Regions from separate parts of the Gossypium hirsutum genome. Here region 1 is linked to region 2. Evidence: chromatin contacts called from public Hi-C data. All regions are on one chromosome and are shown on one strand. Each heading gives the region's core, a stretch centred on a gene start, on an enhancer-like site or on the middle of the called end of the contact. The rest is flanking DNA. Distances are from core to core; before and after follow the strand shown. Region 1 holds the start of LOC107949563 (caffeoylshikimate esterase). Region 2 holds the start of LOC107949562 (probable histone H2A variant 3).

Region 1 (5,738 bases), core at 675-3,174, 370 kb before region 2:
TCCACCAAATGCCCAATTAATTATTAAGGACCTAATAAAAGCCGAATAGGTTTAACAAACACATTATTTAGACCCATACCTCTCAACCCTTTCATCAATCCACTCTCTCATATCCTTCAAAACAAGATCAGCATTCTCATCAGGCTCCCCTTGAATCAAGGAATGATACATCCCATCATACAGTTTCAAGGTTTTGTCCACACTTGATGCCTTCTCATACAACAATTTAGATGATGTTGGGCATGTGACACCATCACTAGTCCCATGAACTGTCAAAAATGGTGCCCTTACCTTTGAGAAATTGTCTTGAATGTACTGACAAACCCTAGCCAGCTCCCTCATGGTTCCAACCCTTGGTGGTCCAGTGTATCTTCTTGGGTTTGATGCTATGATCTTAAGCTTTTCTGGGTCTTTGATTGCTTTTCCAACCATCTTGTTATCCGGCATAGTTGCCCATGTATCAGCTAATCCGAAGAGCAGACCATACATGAACAACCGCACCTTACTCGGCTTCATGTTCTCAGGCATCACAAAGAGCGGCGCCGAGAAAATTAGACCAGTCCAAGTTTCAGGGTCGGATTGAAAGTACATGAGCATTGTTGCTGCTCCTCCCATGGATTCACCAAACAGGAATGCAGGTAAGTCTTTGTATTCATCGCTGTTCCGGACGTGCTTGAAGAATGATAAGGATGTTGCAGCAACTTTCTCCATGTCACCTACATTCACGACCTCTGTTGATGAACTTCAATAGCCAAGTATTTAATCATTTTTCTTCAAATATCCCATATTTTAATATGATTATAAAAGTCTGATATTACAGTGATATAGCTTAAAATCCTAGTGGAAGGTGAACAATTGTTGAATCAAACGTTCATCAAAATAACATGCTACTTCAAGTTTATACTGCAGACTGGGAGGTTATGGATGGAAGCAGCCAGGCGACTAAAGATAAGTTTGGATGGGCGGTGCGTTTAGCTGCGGTTAGTGTAAAAACAGCTGTGGCTGTGAGATTGGATATTGTATCGCGAGACAAAAAAGTAAACTAAACGCACCGCACCATACCCTATCGCCCATCCAAACCCACCATAACTACGGAGCTTAACTGATTGGTATAATATCAACTTTGGTCCCTTTTAGCTATAAAATCTTAAATTTAAGCAAATCTTTTAACTTCGGCCTCCTAAACTTTTAAAACTTTATTTTGGCCCAGTAACAAATCCCTGGAGAAGAAGGGCGACATGCACTCCCTAATTTTAACTTATATTAGGTGTTTTTTTTTAATTCATTCATATTATATCTTTACTTAACCCACTGCTTATCTCAGGATTACTTCTCTTTCAATCCACAAACATAATATATATATACATATCTACTCCATAACTTTCTCAAAAGTTTATCTTGTAGTTATAAAGTTTTTTTATATTATTAAAATATAATCATCAGATATTCAGTTTATATATAACATTAAAAAAAAAAGAAAGAAAAGAAAACAGAGATAAAGTACCTAAGTAGCAGCGGAGACCCTCGGATCTGCCATGGCCGAGAAGATCAGCGGCGAAAACAGCGTAACCCCAATTGGAAAAGTTGATGCAGATCTTCTGGAAGAGCCAACCAGTGTCGGATCCATAGCCGTGGGTCATGTAGACGGAGGCCTTCACTTTTTTATCCAAGGGTAAGAAGCTCTGGGTGAAGAGCGTTCCGTTGGGAGTGTCGAAGTAAGACTTGGTGTTGCGTACACCCTGCGACCTGTAATAGTCTTCCTCCGGCGTATCACCCCAGAAATTCGCCGCCGCTGCTGCTTCGCCTGCCATTTTCGCTGAACTCTCTCAACGTAAATGCGCGTTTCTTTTTTGGTGCGGAAATGATGTTTTGGATTTTGTTGATTTGATTTTCTGGGCAAAGTGGGAAAATAAGTTTCCACCAACCGAGTTCTTTGGGAGTGGGTAAGAGTTGGTGGACTGACTTTTGGTGGGCTCCACTTCAGGGGTAGGTTTGGAGTTTCCTTTTATCATTTCACGATAATTGAGTGGAGTTCCATAGTAGGAAAGTGGATTTCTAATTATATTTTTATTTAATAAATAAATTCAATTTATTGTTTGAGTTAGGAATTTAAATTAAGAATTTTGATTTACTAATTTCTATATGAAAATGCAACACAATGGGTTTTTTTGAAGGAAACACAAGGCTGTAATAGTTAAAAGAATAACAAAAAAATATATATATAGTTTTTTATACAAGATTTAAACTTGTAGTAAACGGATGTTTGACAAAAACAAATTTATGTAACAGTTTTTTATATTTCGATTATAATACTAATTGGTAAAAACTACTATTGAAATTTAATTTTTTTGATAAACAAATTCAATCTAAATAACTTACAACTTTGAAACCAATGTATACATTTTTTTTAATTAAATCCATGTTTTAATTTGAGAGTACTTTTAATTACAATTTTAATAAATTAAACTGATAACTAAAATATATCCGAAAAATAACTCACATTTTTACTTAAATATTTCAAAATTTTCTAAAACCTCGTTAAATTGAAACTTCATTTGCAACCTTGAAGTCTTGATTGAGTAGAATACCGAAACAGACCTCAGCAATGTTTAATATTGAAAAGAGAAAAGGTATAGGGCCCCACCTACGTTGGTAGGTAGGGGGCCCCATTCTCACCAACCGCCAGCCGAAAGCCTTCTTTGTGAGCAGCCCAACAAGTCTAGTTACCGAAGGACTCAATGTATGAATTATGAAAGGCCTTAGCAATAAGGTCCAACGCCATTTCATGGGCCTACAATCTATTGCTTTCTCACTACTTGCTTCTTTTATATCCTTTCACTTTCTTTCTACGCTTTGATTTTTTCAAATTTTTATTTACAAGTGAAAAAGCACATTGCACATTACAATGAAAAAGAAGGAAAAGGTTTACAATTATAGGGATAGATTCCGAAACCTCATGCCAATTAATCAGTGACGTGATTCACAATTTTACCTTCTTTATATATATATTAGAAATTCTAACCTGAAATAAAATAAAATATTAAAAGTATTTAATAAATAAATAATATTAGAGATAAAAATCTATTCGATGAGGCCTATTCACTAAGAATATTCACGTCATATTCATGTTGTAGGGGGTTGAATCATAGGAATTCCCTATTAATAATGTGTGAGGGGAAAAGCTAGAACAATTTTTTAGGGGGTCGGATAAATTTTAAATTTTTTATATTCTATATCTTTATAATTTGTAAATAATTAAATTGAATTTTTATAATTTTACGAGGGCCAAAGTGTAACTAGAGGTGCTCATGGGAGGGTTTGGGTAAAAATATAGGCCCGAAATATTGGCTTGGGCAAAAAAACGAGGCCCGATTAAAAAACGGGCCAGGCCCGGCCCGGCCCGAATATAATAAATATTTTTATTTTTAATTTTTTTAATTTTAAAATACTTTTAAAATACTTTTTTTAATTTTTTTTAATTTTAAAATACTTTTTTTTAATTTTTTTAATTTTAAAATATTTTAAAAATACTTTTAAATTTTTTTAATTTTAAAATATTTTTAAAATATATTTTTAAAATTTTTGTTTTAATTTTTAAAATAAATTTTTGGTATTTATTTAAAAAACGGGCCGGGCCAGGCCGGGCTTATGAATTTTTTCCCAGGCCGGGCCTGGGCAAAATTCTAGGCCCATATTTCGGGCCGGGCCGCAAAATTTTTTTTGGGCCCGGCCCGGCCCATGAGCACCTCTAAGTGTAACTTTACCTTTACTATTAAAAATTTTTTTAAAAAAATTAAGAGTCTAAATAAAAATTTTATATTGGGGGGCCAAGCCCCTGCTAGCCCTCCTAACTTCGCCTCTAGTGTGGATAATACGTATGGTAAAACGAATTATTTTAATAATTAAAAAATTAATTTCAAGCAAGTTGCCAAAGATGATAAATTTTGATTGGCCAAGAGTTTTGAGTGATTAATTGCAAATAGTAATTGTTGAAGAGTGGATTGGTGGATAAAAATGAAGATGAGTGGCGGATTGGAGTTTTAAAATTTACTATAACGATTAATGTTAGTATAAATGCTATATTTGTTTTCGATTGAGTTTTAATTTAGTTGACATTTTTATTATTTTAATAATTATTAGAATTATGAGTTTAAATGCGCTTAAATATATGTTTTTTTTAATTTAAAGGTGAAAAGATATTATTAAAACTAGTGTTTGATTAACGCATGACACTAAATTTAATCCAAAAAAATTCATATATTAATATAGATGAACTCTAAATGTTACTTTAGTTTTATTATTTTTAAAGGTGTTTTGGTAATTTAATTCAACGAGATGATATCACTTGAAAATACTAAATTCAAAAAAAAATTATTATAACTAGAAATATATTTATATTAAAAATAGTTGGGATGTGATGAGATTGGATAAGATTGTTAGGGCCATAAAGAATGGGTTTTGGTTTGAGAAAGGAAAGTATGAGAAAAGCAGTTCGGCAGCTTTGTGCCAAAATTCTCATCATATTAGACTAATCCTTCAGTTCGGCAAGACGGCTTTGGATGGCAACACCAAAATCTTCTTTCATACATATGCTTTTATTATTATTATTATTATTATTATTATTATTATTATTATTATTATTTTGGCTGGAGATGGAATAATATAGCTTGAACTCATGTTAAATAGATGTTGTAAATATTATTATTTAATATTTATGAGGTTAGTGTAAAGTTTAATTAAAGCTTGGTTCATTAATTTTGTTAATAGGATAGTTAATTAAGATATAAAAATTAAATTGTAAAAATAATAAAATTAATCGCTATGAATTTTTAATTATTTGGAGGATCAATTGAGAAAATGGTCCATTAGATTATAATGGTGCATACTAGTTGTTCGGCATCAATATTGTTAATTAAGATTAAAAATTAACTAATTAAGTTTAATTAAACTAATTATAATTGATTAAATGTTAATTAAAGTATAAAAGATAAAAAGATGACATTTTTTCATTTATCTTCAACCTTGTGCCGTGAGAAGAAAAAAAGCCCATAAAGCTTCCAAACTTTCAATCCCTCAATTGGTATATTTAATTTAGTTCTTTTCTTGTACTTTTTATGTTTTTTTTAGGTCTTGTGAGCTTGATTTAGCTAGCCTGTATGCCAATTTGTAAAATTGTTAAAATTTTCAAAAGTTTCCATTGATGAATGCTTGATGAAATTGTTGTTAATTTGTTAGATTTTAAGCTTAGAAGTGAAAAAAGACTAATTTGTAAAGTTTAATTGCTAGTTTTTGAACATAGGGACTAAAGTGTATAAATTTTGAAGTTGATGTTGAACTTCTATAATTATGGATAATAGAAGACTGTAGAACGATGAAAGTGAGATTGTTTTCGAAATCGAGGCTCAAATTTGAAAGTTATGGTGATTTCAGTTTTGGGGACTAAATTGAATAAAATGTGAAACTTTAGGGAACATTCAAAAAGTCAACTTGAAATGTCATATGCATATAGTAGGATGATATAAGGTATTTGGAATTGATAAATTGAGATAAATTATCGTATAGATCAGGATTTGAATTAATCGAAAGATAATCGAGGAAAAGGAAAAATTGCAGATTAATCCTTGACATTTTGTGTAACACCCCGAACCCGAAACCGACACCGGAGTCGAACACGAGGTGTTAACTGACTTTAACCCCTTATAAAATTTATTTTCCAGACACTGCCCAATCTGTGTACT
Region 2 (5,709 bases), core at 2,831-5,330:
TGTTTAACGAAATCAATCTACTGATTAATCTTGCTCCAATCAGGCTCCACTTTGTGTAGAGGGTTGGGATGAAGCACTTCATGAAATAGGCAGGTTGTCAAATGAAACGATCCTTTCACCACAGAATGCGACATCACTGCTAAAGGCTGTTGAAGAGATGCCAGTATTGGTCATTACCGGTGCTGAAGATGCCCATATTTCTCTTAAATCTTCCCAGGCCATGGCTTCGAAACTTGTAAATTCTGTGAGTATGCTTCAACTTAGCCTCTCTATTCAAAGTATGAATTTAATATCGACGGTTAATCTTCTTGGCCAAATCATCCTTTCCTCTGAAATGTTAGTCTTCAAGAAATTGAGAGATGTCACATAGAAACTCTACACAATTTCCTTGTCAACTGTTCACCACTTGAACAGTGTTCATGCCTTGAAAGAATGTTTTACCCTTTCTGGGTTTTGCTGCCACATCTCAAACTGAACTTTCTTGAATATTTATTTTAGCTTGTTTACAAATAAATATTGTCCGGGTTTTTTCTAATGTCGCTACATTTATTGGCATGCAGAGACTGGTTGCAATATCAGGGTGTGGCCATCTTCCACATGAGGAATGCCCCAAGGCTTTACTTGCAGCTATTTCACCTTTCTTAAGCAGATTGCTACTCAAACCAGAATTGCAACGGCGGTAGGACACCTCTTTCCAACTTACATACTTAGGTTCTTATCTGCGGTACTCCCAACTTTTCATTTCCCTGCAAGTATCCGTATTGGACACATCTTCGAACATGGTTATGGGTACAATCCTGAAAATGAAGGTATTCATATCCAACTAATCCGAATTCTGTCCAAGTAACAGTTTTTATCTCTTGTAGGAGTCTCTTTCTTTCTTTTATCTTTTTATTTTGAGTTATCCCATTTTACCCTGAAAATGAAGACACAAGTTCAACCTCTTCATTTGGGTGTTTTTGACGTGTTCCCTTCCTTAACCCTAATTCTCTGGGGTGTTTGTAGAGCTCTCACTTTTTTTTCCTAGTGATTTTTGTTGTTAGGGTTTGAATTTTACCGGCACTTGTTTCAACAGTTGTTTAAAGTAGTGGCAAAATGGCATGTAATTGTAAATTTATTAAGATTGGCAATGAATGCATTTGAGCTATCAAAACTCTTGAGGATATTTTAGTCATCCTTTTTCATGATTCAATATTTTGAAAAAAAATCATGGAGATGCAACTCTGGAATTTTGATGCCAACTTGAGTAAACATTCTTTAAAGTTAATTAGAAATGATAAATTATTATTCAATAATATACTATCTATCCTTAAACAGTGTCATCAATGGTAAAAATAAGTATTTTGTACTAGAATTGCAACTGGAAGGCACCTTTCTAGTTCAAATCTCGAATCTCCATAATTAGCTATTCAAAAGCAAGCATCTACCTTTGTCCATAAACAAGCGAAGTCACGAACATTTTTCTGAGGTTTAATGGTACAAACAAAAATAAATAGAGATGAAATGCGTATAAACTACTCCTTAGAGGATTTGTTGATAAGTGATTTGTGAATGTGTGGAATGACACCACCGCCCGCGATGGTTCCTTTGATCAAGGTGTCAAGTTCTTCATCACCACGGATAGCAAGCTGCAAATGCCTAGGTGTAATACGCTTAACCTTCAGATCCTTGCTTGCATTACCTGCCAGTTCTAGGACTTCTGCAGTCAGGTATTCCAGTATGGCAGCTGTGTAGACTGCAGCCGTAGCTCCAACCCTTCCATTAGCACTAACCCTTGTCTTCAGCAGCCGGTGGACTCGACCCACAGGGAACTGAACAATAAGAAGCAACTGATTGTAATTTAGAAGAATTAACCCAATATAGTGTGTGTGTCTGTATAGTCATATCATATAATCCTACAGATGATTATATGCTGCTAGTATGCCTTAACACGTTCAGAAAATTTCTGCCAAACGGTTTAGGATACAAAACACAGTATTAATTCAAACATGGAAGAGGAAGCTGATGTGGAAGATGACAGAATCTGGTAATCATCATAAACACAGTGGCCCAGAAGAAAGACAAGTTCAAGATACTAAAACGAGCCATTGGTACGCTTGTTTTGGATATGCGAAGACAAGTACAAAAGACTTGCTATTGATACTTGGTCATCCAAACTATTTCTGAATAATACAACCAATTCAATTAACATAACTACACGTAACTACCAAATGGCACAAGTTCAGGGTAGTAGGTGAAGACATGGTGATCAAGAATCAAGGCAAGGAGTCCAAAGAGATAGAAAAACTAATACATAAGGTTAGGGAGGTGGAGCAAGTTGACAGCTTTCAAACATTAAACAAATAAGATTAATCGTACAAACTCTTTGCTTTTCATAAGTCAATGAAGGCTCCACAGGATGCATTAGAGAGCCAAGTATAACAAAAGAATTAAACGCCACAGAAATAGCAATTTCACAATGAAACTCCTTATATGAAGTCTCCTACTTGACTAGAGTATATCCAACTCAAATGCCAGTGGAATATATAAAAGAAACATACATAGCAGTATCATAATTGACAAGTCCTTAACAGACATCCATGTAATGTTCTTCGACAACTACATCTTCTATATTTTTCATAAGGCTTTTATAATTTGTATATGCACAGAATGACTTTTAATGTAGCTTTAACAGGAAATGTGCAAGCAGGTTATGAGATGTTAACAAATACAGTTAATAGTTAAAACATCAAAAGAGATTAATACTGCTAGTTATCAAATGCCAAACTTAGTCCATCATCATTGCTTAGTTCTTTTAATGTCACACCTAACAATTCCATAGTAGAAGTTATATTTGTAGTTGAATAACCCTTGGAAGAAATCAGAAAATTTAGTAAGGGTCAAGAAAGCTCTCAACATACAGTCCAGAGTAATGAAATGTTGTTTGATTTTACTAATATGCATATGTTTGAATTAATAGTCAATCCGCAAATTCCATCCTATTATTAATTACATTTTGGTATAAAATAGTCACTGCAGACTAGAAAGTGAGGAACAGACCATATAATAGTCAATCCATAAATTCCATCCCATTCCTAATTACATTTTGGCATAAAATAGTCAATGGGAGTTGAAAGAAAGGAACAGTAGACTAGAAAGAAATGAGTGCTATCTTTCCCAGTGAAAATAGTTCTTTGACCTACAGATTCGCACTCACACATACTTTAACTAATGTAACGAGATTTATCAGCGCAGACAAATAAGTCCACTTTTTTTTTTTTGGTACAAATAAGATACCTCAAAACAGTGCAAGAATGAAAGCATGTCATACAAATTGCATGAACAACAAGTAAACCCTTCATAATTGGGAATCATTTCATGGCCGTTTTTTTTATGCAGATAAGATACCTCAAGCTCATTCAGTTAACATTTGAACATAAAACAAGTCAAATGAACTGAAACAAGTTAAGACATTGGATTCGCATTAAAACCAAATCTTCAAATGCCATTATTAGGCCAAGTTATTAAAACACACCCCTACCGAAACTTTGGTTACTTTGATTTGATGCAATAACTCAAGCTGATTTCTAGAAGAAATAGATCAACACTAATGCAACTTCCAAATTACTAAAAAAAAAGAGGATAAGAACAAATTTGACAAAAAGAAATATCCCGTTCTTGATATGAAACTCTACTTTTTTTCCCCTACAACTAAAGAATGCTTCATGAATACAAAATGCAAAAAAAAAAGAGAAGAAGCTAATTCAAGCCGTAATTACGGGCAAAGGAAAGAGATGAACCTGGAGGCCAGCACGAGAAGAGCGAGAGACGGGTTTCTTCTTGTCCTTATCTTTGTCCTTGGTGGATTTTCCAGCCGTAATCAATCCTTTTGCTCCTTTCCCCGACATTTTCCCGGAAAATTACTAAGAGGGTGTTTTTGTTTTTCAGCAGAAAATCTGGGATTGGTTTAGGATTGAAAAAAATGGCGAAGAACAGAGAAAAAAGAGGCTTTTAATTTTTATGAACGAACAAGGTTTTGGTTTTCGGGCTGAGTTCGACATCTTCGATCTTTTTTAGTATCCACTTCCGCAGTCTCTTTCTTTTACGATATTACCCTCCTTATCTCTTTTAAATTACTTTGAAATTTTTAAATGGCATAATTGCAAAAAATACCCTCACAGTGTATTTGGTTCAGTGTAATAGGTAATCCATTACGCCCCGATTACGCGCCTATTACATTACCGACCTATTCCGGTGTTTGGTTCGGTGTAATAGGTATTACGCGCGTATTACAATACCGACCTAATCCTCAAATTCTCTGATTTTCTATTCCCTTCCCAAATCGAGGATTACCCTATTACGTCCGGCTTCCCTTCCCAAGTCTCTGTTTTACCCTCCCTCCCTACCCGACCCTCTCTTTTTTCTGTCCTCATCATTTCTCCTCGTCTGCCTTTAACGATTCTCTCTCTCGGTCATTTTTTCCCTTTCATTTGTTGCAGCAAGTTTGAAATCCACTGCTTCATTTTTTCTCTCGGTCTCGGCGTCAGGTATGAATCTTGAACTTTTCATTTTAGTTTTCTGTCTTTGACTTGGATTGTGGCTGCTTTGCATGCTGATTTGTCTGTCTTTTCATTTCTTCATTTTTTCTCTCGGTCTCTGTTTTGCATGCTGATTTATGTTTCATGTCATGTTGGTATTTCTGAAGCATGATTAGAGAGGGTTATAAATCATCATTTTCATTGCATGGGAAGCATCAGTGTGCCCTTTACTTTTGATCTTGAAATATGAGAAAAGGATTATATGAGATGGGCTAACACAGAAGTAAAGAGAGATTACATGGAAATAAAACAGTAGGAACTTAAGGAGCAGTCCCTGTTCATGCATTTTATGTCAAAAAGTGTGCTTTTCAACATCACGACATAGTTTTAGGATTTATATTTGGTGTACTGACAGTCGAAAACTCCTTGACATATTGCAAAACAGCAGAGGCCATTGTCTGTATTCTTCAACCGGATTCACCAACTGTATTATGTTTGATATGTGGTTTGAAACACTGAAAAAGATAATAGAACCAAGCATAGGCTTAAACCATAAACAAATTATAGTTAAATGTTTGAACTTTCACCTTTTTTCACTCTTTTCATGGACTCGATTTTAAGAGGTGACATCTAATTTCGATTTTGAATTTCAATACACACAATCTCTTTTCTTATATTCCCATTACAACTTTATCAGTTTATTAGTTTCCTGCTTCTCCTTATTGGTTGAGCAATTGTTTCGTCCTGCATGAGATTCAATCTTTAATTCCAGTACTTGTTATATGCTGATTATAGCAGATACGATTCCCCTGTCCCGGAGTTAATTTGGTAATATATTTAAGGGATAATGGCATAAATGGTAGATGTATTTCAGCTGAATGTTTAATGTAGCACCTAAACTTTTAAAATGCTTATTTTGGTACTTAAAAGTATCAGTGCGTGTATTGTTATGGTTTGACTTTAACACCGTTAACATGTGGCAAGCCGACCTGTAATATCTGAATTGAAGTAGGCAAGCACAGTTAGTTTGGGTGAATCCCATAAGAGTAGTTTGGTTGAGCAACTATGATTTTGCAAATAGGATGCATTGAAGATTGTGTGGTGTGATGAAGTGATGACCCCCCAATTCTGGTTTTGGAGCAATAAGACATGTATTTTTTGTAGGACCAAAATTTTAAGACATGTTAAATTA

Evidence for each region. Hi-C and Micro-C count contacts between places; a contact is called where the count stands out from the background.
Region 1: a Hi-C map of hypocotyl shows a contact between it and region 2, with 4 times the contacts expected there. The contact joins the promoter of LOC107949563 here to the promoter of LOC107949562 in region 2. A contact is called at or near these places in 2 of 34 Hi-C or Micro-C datasets (hypocotyl and leaf).

The regions. Positions count from the first base shown.
Region 1 is chrD03:13,855,103-13,860,840 of Gossypium_hirsutum_v2.1, reverse strand. It overlaps LOC107949563 (caffeoylshikimate esterase), which reads right to left and starts at 1,924. Exons shown (of 2, transcript XM_016884260.2): 1 at 1,505-1,924; 2 at 1-716. The coding sequence starts at 1,811. The coding sequence ends at 64.
Region 2 is chrD03:13,487,486-13,493,194 of Gossypium_hirsutum_v2.1, reverse strand. LOC107949562 (probable histone H2A variant 3) reads right to left here and starts at 4,080. Exons shown (of 2, transcript XM_016884257.2): 1 at 3,780-4,080; 2 at 1,377-1,811. The coding sequence starts at 3,887. The coding sequence ends at 1,515. It overlaps LOC107949561, which reads left to right. Exons shown (of 7, transcript XM_016884256.2): 6 at 44-244; 7 at 561-1,248. The coding sequence ends at 683.